Linked DNA regions of Bos taurus: region 2 is linked to region 1. The links are chromatin contacts, called in public Hi-C maps. All regions are on one chromosome and are shown on one strand. Each heading gives the region's core, a stretch centred on a gene start, on an enhancer-like site or on the middle of the called end of the contact. The rest is flanking DNA. Distances are from core to core; before and after follow the strand shown. Region 1 holds the start of ABCA9 (ATP binding cassette subfamily A member 9). Region 2 overlaps ABCA9 (ATP binding cassette subfamily A member 9).

Region 1 (5,111 bases), core at 912-3,411:
GAAGAGGAGGTCAGAGTGAAGCGATGCGGTGAGTGTCCTCAGTCACTCTGTCGTGTCCGACTCTTTGCAAACCCATAGACTGTAGCCCACCAGGCTCCTCTGTCAATGGAATTTTCCAGGCTAGAATACTGCAGTGGATTGCCATTTCTTCCTCCAGGGGATCTTCCCCACCCAGGGATCGAACACACATCTCTTGCATCTCCTGCATTGGCAGGCAGATTCTTTACCACTGCGCCAGCTGGGATATCCCTAAAGTGCTGTTTCAAGGACTCAGTCTGTTGTTTGCTTCTGAGATGGAGAAAGAAGGGCGTGAGCCAGGGACACAGATGCGTCTAGAAGCCAAGAAAGATAAGAAAACAGAATTCTCTCCTACATCCTCCACAAAGGAACACAGCCTTGCCAACACCTTGATTTTGGTCCAGTGACACCCAGGTCCCACTTCCTACCTCCCGAGCTGTGCAGTGATACATCTCTCTGTGTGTTAAGCCATTAAGTGTGTGGCCATTTGTTTATAGCAGCGATAAAAAAACTAACCCCAGGAGCAGAAGAGGAGTCTGAGAACATGGAGTCAGGGAGTAAGACGGAAGAGATCCTAAAGTCGGTCGGTCTAGAACGAGGGCCTCGGGACACACAGAGAAGGTGACTGGGGATTCCGTCTGGGCTGTACCTTGTTGGGGGAACACAAGAGGGCATGGATTCAGGTTTAGAACCTGTCCAGGAAGGAAGGAAGGATTTAGAAGCTATGTGGATGAGTTCCTGATTATAACGTCAGCATCAGAGCAGACTGTGACTGAAACCAAACCGAAATATTTCCAGGGCTTCTCTGGTGCCCCGGGCGTACGAACCTGCTTTGCAATGCAAGGCACGCTGGTTCACACCCTGGTCTGGGAAGATCCCGCTTGTGCAGAGCCACTGAGCCTGTGGGTCTGAGCCTGTGTCTAGAGCCTGCAAGCTGCAAACACTGAAGCCCGAGGGCCCTGGAGCCCGTGATCGACGCCAGCAGACGCCAGCAGACAGCAGGGTGATGAGAAGCCCCTGGCTGCAGCTCGATAGAAGCCTGCACGGCAATAAGGACCCGGTGCACCAGGAAAAACAAAAAGGAAAAAATATACACGGATATGAAACATTCTTGGTTAGGAAACCAGCGGTGCCGTAGACTGGGGTGTCTGGAAGGGTTAACACTGGGGCCTCCTCTACTTTCCTGCTGTGGATGAATGTGTGTGCTGGAGAACATTTTAAAGAATGATGAACATGATCTAGTCGTGACTGGCGTTTTTAACTGTTAAGGCTGATTTTTTTTTCCCCACGGCATGTCCTGGTCAGAAATAAAAATACTATTCACTGTAGTTACACAAAACATCTATTTAGCTTAAATTGCTCTGAGTAGGAGCCTGTGTGATCTAATAATAACTTGGCTATAAAAGCCAGTCATTTCCTATTCAGACAGAATTCCCAGTATTCAGAGAATAAACATGTTACACAACAAATTTCGCAAAAATTTAGAATGATAAACAAGGTCGATGAAAATATAACCTTCAGGTTTCTTGATGAAGCCATTTAAATCATTTAAATACTCAGAACCTTAGGTCTCTGGTTAAAAAAAAAACTAATACTCAGAAAATCATGTATCCCCCCAATGCATATAAAGCCTCTGGCAGCAAAATTGAAAATGAACAAAAAAGAATAAGTAATTCTTACAGTTTGAGAAATATAGCTCATCCTTGTAAAGAGGCAACATTAAGTCTCATTCCTTTCAGCTTATCCAATAGTCTCTTAGACAAAACATGCTATTTGTCCAAACATGCTTTAGTCATAGGGTAAAAATTTAAATAAATATTGGTTCTCCAAGTGGTTATTTACAATACAATATGAAATACTCAGATAATTTGAAAAATCAAAATGACTTGCTAACAACATCCTGCATCTCACAGTTTTCATCCAAGTGTTTGGCATTCCCTGTTTGAAGTCACACGTTATATTTTCATTTGCAAAACCACATTTTCAGAGGTTAACTTACTCTCAGGAAAGCTGGAGCAAGACTCCAGAAACAGTTCATCCACGGGTCTCCGCGGGTCCTGGAGAACAATTCACATTCCTTTTGGGTCACTACTACATCAACGCTTTTAATTTCATGTTTATTGTGAATAGTTCCGTGTAGAACGGTTTCTGAAAAGGACTATGGTCTTAATTCAGCCAGACTGCCAAAACTCTGCTGACATCACGTGGCGACTTCTTTACAGTTTCCTGTTTCTTTGTCTCCCCGCCAGCTCCTCAGCAGGGAGTTCGTGGCTGCAGATGGCTGGCTGGACCCAGCGAGCGTCAGTACTATCAAATCAAAGAGAAGCTAGTCTTTTCCAATTCGCTTTTCTACGCAAGGCCCTCATGGGAGAGCTGACTCCCAACACAGTCTTTTAAAGAAACATAAGTAAAGAAACAGTTCGGAACAGAGCAGAGACAAGTAAAAAAGAAAAAAAAAAAAAAAAAAATGACATGGAGAAGGGAACGGCACCCCACTCCAGTATTTTTGGGAGAATCCCATGGCCAGAGAAGCCTGGCAGGCTACTGTCCATGGGGTCGCAAAGAGCTGGGCACGGCTGAGCAGCTCACACACACACACACACACACTGTGCTGAGCCCGGGGGATGCCTGTGAGAAGCACTCAGGTACCCATTCGAAAAAAAAAAAAAAAAAGACAAATACAGAAACGGGCCAGAAAGCAACTCAAAAGTCTCCACTGAAATTTAGTTCTTAAAATCTGGATATAGAAGTATGGCGAAGAAGAATGTAATTTTTTTAAGGGAACAAAATGAACTGAATTTTCATCTTCATCTGAGTTGTGTTGCATGCAAGCTACCTGCGGCATCTTTCTTGCAGTGGGGAATACGAGAGTCCTTAGAGCAACGTCACCTAAAAGCACCTGCCCTCCCAAGAGCTACGAGCTTCTTGTTTCTGCAAAAGTGCCGGAAGGCAGACTTTCTCTGTAAAGCGGCTTTACTTTCTCTGTAAGCAGCCGGTGGTTTTTAGGACATCTTGTTTTTCATATTATTGAAGAAACATTTTTAACAGGTAAGAGCTGCCGTTCTATCTTTTTTTGAGCATTTCAGGTAAATCAAAGATGAGGCAATTCTAAAAAAAAGTGAGAAAGTTGCTCATGAAATTACATGAAATTGTAATTTCATGAAAGTATAATTCGTGGAGAAGAAAGGTGAGTAGGGGCCAGCGTGTCTCTGCTCACTGTGTGGGTCTGTTGCGTTCCCCTGTGCTGTAACTGCTTCCTGAAAACGCCCGTGAGGGTATATGCTGTGCGGGCAATTCTCAAACCAAGTAGGCTCATCCGTTTCCTACGGGCTGTGATAATCACATGAGATCTTCCTCATTCACCTCCCATTCTCTCATATTTATTCTCTTGCAAATTGTACGAGTCCAGAAATGGCTAGGCTAGCAAAATAGAGGCAGATTGAACTCACTAATGCCTACGACTGCCAAACAAAGACAGGCTCTGATTGTTGCTGTACGGCTGCTGTCTTCTGCAGAAGATACAAAATTATCAGACTTAATAACACCTGCCAGAGAATATAATGTGGACATTTTGTTTTCAGATGAACTTTGTATCTAGGAGAGAGATTATGTCTTCTGACCCCAGTTGGCTTCTGGACTGGGTTCTTTCAACACGCTGGCCTCTTCTTTGACCATGTGGTAATCTTTATAGTGTCGTAACACAGCAAGCACACCCTCATTAATCCTCTTTTTCAACATTTTCTTGGTCAAGTCATGTCTGCACTCTTCTAAATAAGCTTTGGTTTCCGCTTCCCAATTAAAAAACAACTGTCCTGTTGGGATTTCAGAAGTGGAATAGCACTAATTTTGTAGTGTAATGTCCTTATGAAGCAATCACATATGGTATTTATTATGTGCAAGGCACAGTGAAATATTGCCACACTGAATAAACATAAGAATCTCACGAGGTGGGCATTATCATGCACGTGCCTGCTCAGTTGTGTCTGACTCTTTTGAGACGCTTTGGATTGTAACCCACCAGGCTCCTCTGTCCGTGGGATTCTCCAGGCAAGAACACTGAAGTGGTTGCCATGCTCTCCTCCAGGGGATCTTCCTGACCCAGGGATGGAACCCAGGGCTGTGTCTCCTGCACTGGAGGGCAGATTCTTCACCTCTGAGCCAACTGGATGTCAGGATCAGCCCAACAACGAACCGACCCGAGAGAGCGGTGGCACAGAAGAATTAAGGAAAAGAAGACTCAGAAATACAGTGGGGGTCGGAGGGCTGATGCCACTCGAAGGCAAAACCCAGATCCTGATCCACACGTGTCTTTTATTGTTAACTTCTACTTCCTTGTTCGTGCTCTAGAGATATCTGTTCTTTACAATCTCAGATCGGGGATAAAGACATACAATGCACAGTCCTCAATGCCAAACCTTTAGGCCTTTCAGGACTGTTTAGCTTTTTGGCTAGTGATGCCCTTTCTCAGCAACTCTCTCAAGGCTCTGGTTACGGGAACAGTCACTGATGGTTTTCCATCAGTCACATCAGTACTTCAACATCTTGTTTTCAAGATGTCTTTCCACAACGTACTTTTTACTGCTCCCAGCCCTTCGCCTGGGGCTGATGAGAAAGTCATTCTTATTTTTCAAAGAAGCCCCGTTAATTATAGCACAGGGCTGTGCAGAGCTTATCCCCTTCACTGGAAAGTCCAATCACTCCTATTTCACAGATGAGTAAAGTGAGTCCCTGAGCTTAAATAACTTGCACAAAATCAAACAGCTGGCGAGCAACAGAACCTGGGTTAAACCCCGCCTTCAGCCTGGGAGCTCAGATGACAAGTGCCGTGTCATGAGCCCAACGTATGTCTCTCTTCCCTCCGCCGAGTCTCAGGGAGGTGCGTGCGTTTTATGGTTCTCCTTGACTTTGCCTCCTGTGTTTTGCAGCAGTATTCTCCAGGGCTGGACGTCAGATGCTGTCTTTTGCATGGAGCTAACGCCTCCTCCTGGACACTCTCCTGGCGATTTGTGCAGAGTACCTGGGGCCGTGGGACTTGTGTGCAGCCCTCAAAACCGCGCCAGGTCAAAGTGTAAGGACCTGATCTGCCAAGAGAG
Region 2 (5,088 bases), core at 1,796-4,295, 58 kb before region 1:
CCTGTCTTAGGGACCAGGCAGCAGGTCAGCTTCTAAGGCAGCAAGATAACACACATCCAGATAAAACTGAATTCTAAAGTACATGTGCATCTGCGTTCCAAAAAGAAATACTAATATTCTCCTTAAATGCAGATATTACTGAGTTTGACTAGGATCGTTTTATTAACACACACACAGACAAATACATAGAAACACCCCTCAAAGCAAAACTCACTCCCACTGGCCCCCAAACATGCACACAGGATTCTCCACCCCCTTGGTTTTCTGATCCTACAATTCAGTCTGAGAGCTTAACTTTTAAATTGAACACAGTCCATCACGTCCCATTTTTTGCCATGCTGATCGATTAACTTATGATTTGGAACAACCCGCTCTCCAGGACCTTATTTCAAAGCTTATAGCTCTTACTCTTCTCTCATTTGAAGGAAGCTTGGGCTAAAAGTGGAACATCTTCCACTGGTAGCTCCTAGACCATCAGAGACAAGAACCTGGGACCAGAGGAGAGGAGAGGCAGGCTGGTGCGTCTGTGGCTGGTGGAAGCCGGCTGAGCCATCGCTCCGGGCGGGTGGGCTGAGGGAATGAATGAGCGAATGAATGAGGGGGGATCCACAGCAGCAACAAGAGGCTGAGCACAAGGAGAACGGGGGAAGGAGAGCAGCCTGAGATGGAGATGAGCCGGTCCTGGTACAGATTTGCCAAATTCACTTTCCACCTACTTTTCTTTCTTTTTAATTTTTTTTTAATTGGAGTATAGTTGATTTTGGACTTCCCTGGTGACTCAGAGGTGAAGCATCTGCCTGCCAATGCAGGAGATGTGGGTTTGATCTCTGGGCCAGGAAGATCCTCTGGAGGAGGAAGTGGCAACCGACTCCAGTGTTCTTGCCTGGACAATCCCACGGAGAGAGGGGCCTGGTGGGCCACAGACCATGAGATCACAAAAGAGTCAGATGAGACTTAGAGAATGAGCAACAACAGTTCAGTGGTTTATGCAGGATACTATCAGTTCAGTTCAGTTCAGTCGGTCAGTCGTGTCTGACTCTTTGCGACCCCATGAATCGCAGCACGCCAGGCCTCCCTGTCATCACCAACTCCCGCAGTTCACTCAAACTCATGTCCATTGAGTCAGTGATGCCATCCAGCCATCTCATCCTCTGGCGTCTCCTTCTCCTCCTGTCTCCAATCCCTCGCAGCATCAGAGTCTTTTCCAATGAGTCAACTCTTCGCATGAGGTGGCCAAAGTACTGGAGTTTCAGCTTTAGCATCATTCCTTCCAAAGAAATCCCAGGGCTGATCTCCTTCAGAATGGACTGGTTGGATCTCCTTGCAGTCCAAGGGACTCTCAAGAGTCTTCTCCAACACCACAGTTCAAAAGCATCAATTCTTCAGCACTCAGCTTTCTTCACAGTCCAACTCTCACACCCATACATAACCACTGGAAAAACCATAGCCTTGACTAGACGGACCTTTGTTGGCAAAGTAATGTCTCTACTTTTTCAATATGCTATCTAGGTTGGTCATAACTTTCCTTCCAAGGAGCAAGCGTCTTTTAATTTCATGGCTGCAGTCACCATCTGCAGTGATTTTGGAGCCCAGAAAACAAAGTCAGCCACTGTTTCCACTGTTTCCCCATCCATTTCCCATGAAGTGATGGGACCAGATGCCATGATCTTTGTTTTCTGAATGTTGAGCTTTAAGCCAACTTTTCACTCTTCTCTTTCACTGTCATCAAGAGGCTTTTTAGTTCCTCTTCACTTTCTGCCATAAGGGTGGTGTCATCTGCATATCTGAGGGTATTGATATTTCTCCTAGTAATCTTGATTCCAGCTTGTGCTTCTTCCAGGCCAGCGTTTCTCATGATGTACTCTGCGTATAAGTTAAATAAGCAGGGTGACAATATACAGCCTTGACGTATCCCTTTTCCTATTTGGAACCAGTCTGTTGTTCCATGTCCAGTTCTAACGTTGCTTCCTGACCTGCATATAGGTTTCTCAAGAGGCAGGTCAGGTGGTCTGGTATTCCCATTTCTTTCAGAATTTTCCACAGTTGATTGTTATCCACACAGTCAAAGGCTTTGGCATAGTCAATAAAGCAGAAATAGATGTTTTTCTGGAACTCTCTTGTTTTTTCCATGATCCAGCTGATGTTGGCAATTTGATCTCTGGTTCCTCTGCCTTTTCTAAAACCAGCTTGAACATCTGGAAGTTCACAGTTCACATACTGCTGAAGCCTGGCTTGGAGAATTTTGAGCATTACTTTACTAGTGTGTGAGATGAGTGCAATTGTGTGGTAGTTTGAGCATTCTTTGGCATTGCCTTTCTTTGGGATTAGAATGAAAACTGACCTTTTCCAGTCCTGTGGCCACTGCTGAGTTTTCCAAATTTGCTGGCATATTGAGTGCAGCATTTTCACAGCATCATCTTTCAGGATTTGAAATAGCTGAACTGGAATTCCATCACCTGCACTAGCTTTGTTCGTAGTGATGCTTTCTAAGGCCCACTTGACTTCACATTCCAGGATGTCTGGCTCTAGGTGAGTGCAGGATATTATGGTGAGGCTGTAATACACTTGAGCTTGTGCTTGAGATGGAGGGCAGGAACTCCACCTGGACTGGGCTTTGAGAGGCTTTAGCAGGTTAAAAGGAGAAGGCAATGGCACCCCACTCCAGTACTCTTGCCTGGAAAATCCCATGGACAGAGGAGCCTGGTGGGCTGCAGTCCATGGGATTGCTATCAGTTGGACACGACTGAGCGACTTCACTTTCACTTTTCACGTTCATGCATTGGAGAAGGAAATGGCAACCCACTCCAGTGTTCTTGCCTGGAGAATCCCAGGGACGGGGGAGCCTGGTGGGCTGCCGTCTATGGGGTCGCACAGAGTCGGACACGACTGAAGCGACTTAGCAGCAGCAGCAGGTTGAAAAACCAGCACCCTTGGACTTGTGTATAGGTGAATTCACTGTGAAAATATTCCAAGGACTCTACCTAAAATTGCCTGCAAAGGGCAGCATTGTTCTTCCAGAGGTCTGTACCGGCATTCACAGGGCAGGAGGATAAGCCACAGGTCACAGCTCTAGCGCATTCAACCTTGAGCAGAGAGGCAGAGAGACAGAGAATATGTCTGGGCAGTTTGGTGATTAGGTAGATTTGTTCCTTCATTTCATTGCAGCAGTCCCCTGATGCTTCATGTGTAATAATAATATTGCACCTTTGCATAGCTGATCAACCAATGCCACACAATTATATATTGTTGAGCCTATCCTGAAATCGGCAGGACTTGACTGCTCCCGAAGGTTCTTCACTACAGGAAGACAGAGTGTGTCTCAGCAGAATTTTACCAAGTAAAGAGAATCTGGAACAGGCCTCAGTGTTCTGGGAAACATGCCAAGGATGGAACTTGAAAACATGAGTCAAGGCTTCGGAGCAGAGAGCCAGCAGCCTGCCCCGGACGTGACCCTGAAGTCCCGAACCTGGAGTGACCGGTCCATTTCCTGCGTGGGTCACGTTGGCCATGAAGAGAAACCACGTGGCTGCCACAACCTTGTCCTTCGGCCTGGAGCGGGCTGGCTGCCGCCCAGAGCTCTCGTCCCGTTGGTTATGAGCAGAACGATGCTCCGGTCGGTGCCGTTTCCTGGAGGCAAAGCTCAGAGGAGAGGTGCAGAGCGGTGCTGACAGGAGGCAAGTTGGCCAGTGCCTCACTGGGAGGAGAATCTGCCTGCGGCGGCTGGATGAGCTGAGCGGCAGTCTAGACAGAAGCGGACTGGAGTTCACCCAAACCCATGTCCATTGAGTTGGTGATGCCATCCAACCATCTCATCCTCTGTCGTCCCCTTCTCCTCCTGCCCTCAATCTTTCCCAGCATCAGGGTCTTTTCAAATGAGCTCTTCGCATCAGGTGGCCAAAGTATTGTAGTTTCAGCTTCAATATCAGTCCTATCAATGAACACCCAGGACTGATCTGCTTTAGGATGGACTGGTTGGATCTCCTTTCAGTCCAAAGGACTCTCAAGAGTCTTCTCCAACACCACAGTTCAAAAGCATCAATTCTTTGGCACTCAGCCTTCTTCACAGTCCAACTCTCACATCCATACATGACCACAGGAAAAACCATAGCCTTGACGAGATGGAGCTTTGTTGATAAAGGACCTTTGTTGTCCCTCTTAGAGAAACACAAGTGTCCTCAGATTAGGGCCCCACCTGACAACCTCGCTTAACTTGAATTAGCTCTTTACAGGCCCCACCTCCAAACACAGCCACCCTGGAGAATGGATCTATGAGTTTGTGGGGAACACGGTTCAGAACACGACCAGAAGCAGCAAGGAGAGCAGCAACAACGACTCAGCTGAGTAAGAATGTACCAGAAAACTGCATCGATTTCAAAGTGTTTATAGGATGGTCACTTGGATAGGTCACAGCATATGCAGACAGAAGAAAGTGGTACCTATAAAGTTCTAGCACTGTTCAGTAGACCCTCACATCATAAGAAACAGAAAACAAAAACATGCTTCAAAATTATCAGTTCAGTTCAGTCGCTCAGTCGTGGCTGGCTCTTTGCAACCCAATAGCCTAAAGCATGCCAGGCCTCCCCGTCCATCACCAACTCCCAGAGTTTGCTCAGACTCTCGTCCATCGAGTTGGTGATGCTATCCAGCCATCTCATCCTCTGTCGTCCCCTTCTCCTTCCACCTTGAATTTTTCCCACATCAGGGTCTTTTTAAATGAGTCAGTTCTTCACATCAAGTGGCCAAAATATTGGAGTTTCAGCTTCAGCATCAGTCCTTCCAATGAACATTCAGGACTGATTTCCTTTAGGATGGACTGGTTGGATCTCCTTGCTGTCCAAGTAACTCTCAAGAGTCTTCTCCAACACCACAGTTCAAAAGCATCAATTCTTCAGTGCTCAGCTTTCTTTATAGTCAAACTCTCACATCCATACATGACCACTGGAAAAACCATAGCCTTGACTAGACTGACCTTTGTTGACAAAGTAATGTCTCTGCTTTTTAATATGGGGTCTAGGCTGGTCCTAACTTTTCTCCCAACAAGTAAGTGTCTTTTTAATTTCATGGCTGCAGTCACCATCTGCAGTGATT

Evidence for each region. A called contact is a pair of places that touch in the nucleus more often than the background predicts.
Region 2: a Hi-C map of liver shows a contact between it and region 1, with 2.0 times the contacts expected there. The contact joins the enhancer-like site here to the promoter of ABCA9 in region 1. A contact is called at or near these places in 2 of 11 Hi-C or Micro-C datasets (liver and skeletal muscle).

Annotation. Positions count from the first base shown.
Region 1 is chr19:61,485,245-61,490,355 of ARS-UCD2.0, reverse strand. ABCA9 (ATP binding cassette subfamily A member 9) reads right to left here and starts at 2,161. Exons shown (of 40, transcript NM_001434972.1): 1 at 2,018-2,161. The coding sequence starts at 2,056.
Region 2 is chr19:61,543,853-61,548,940 of ARS-UCD2.0, reverse strand. ABCA9 (ATP binding cassette subfamily A member 9) reads right to left here. Exons shown (of 40, transcript NM_001434972.1): 40 at 4,366-5,088. Among named protein-coding and RNA genes, the nearest start is that of MGC134105, 49 kb to the left of the region's middle. Within about 2 kb of position 3,045, at least 25 of the 102 cell types and tissues checked have an H3K27ac peak or open chromatin away from gene starts, as enhancers often do. A contact at or near this core is called in liver and skeletal muscle, where this site is marked.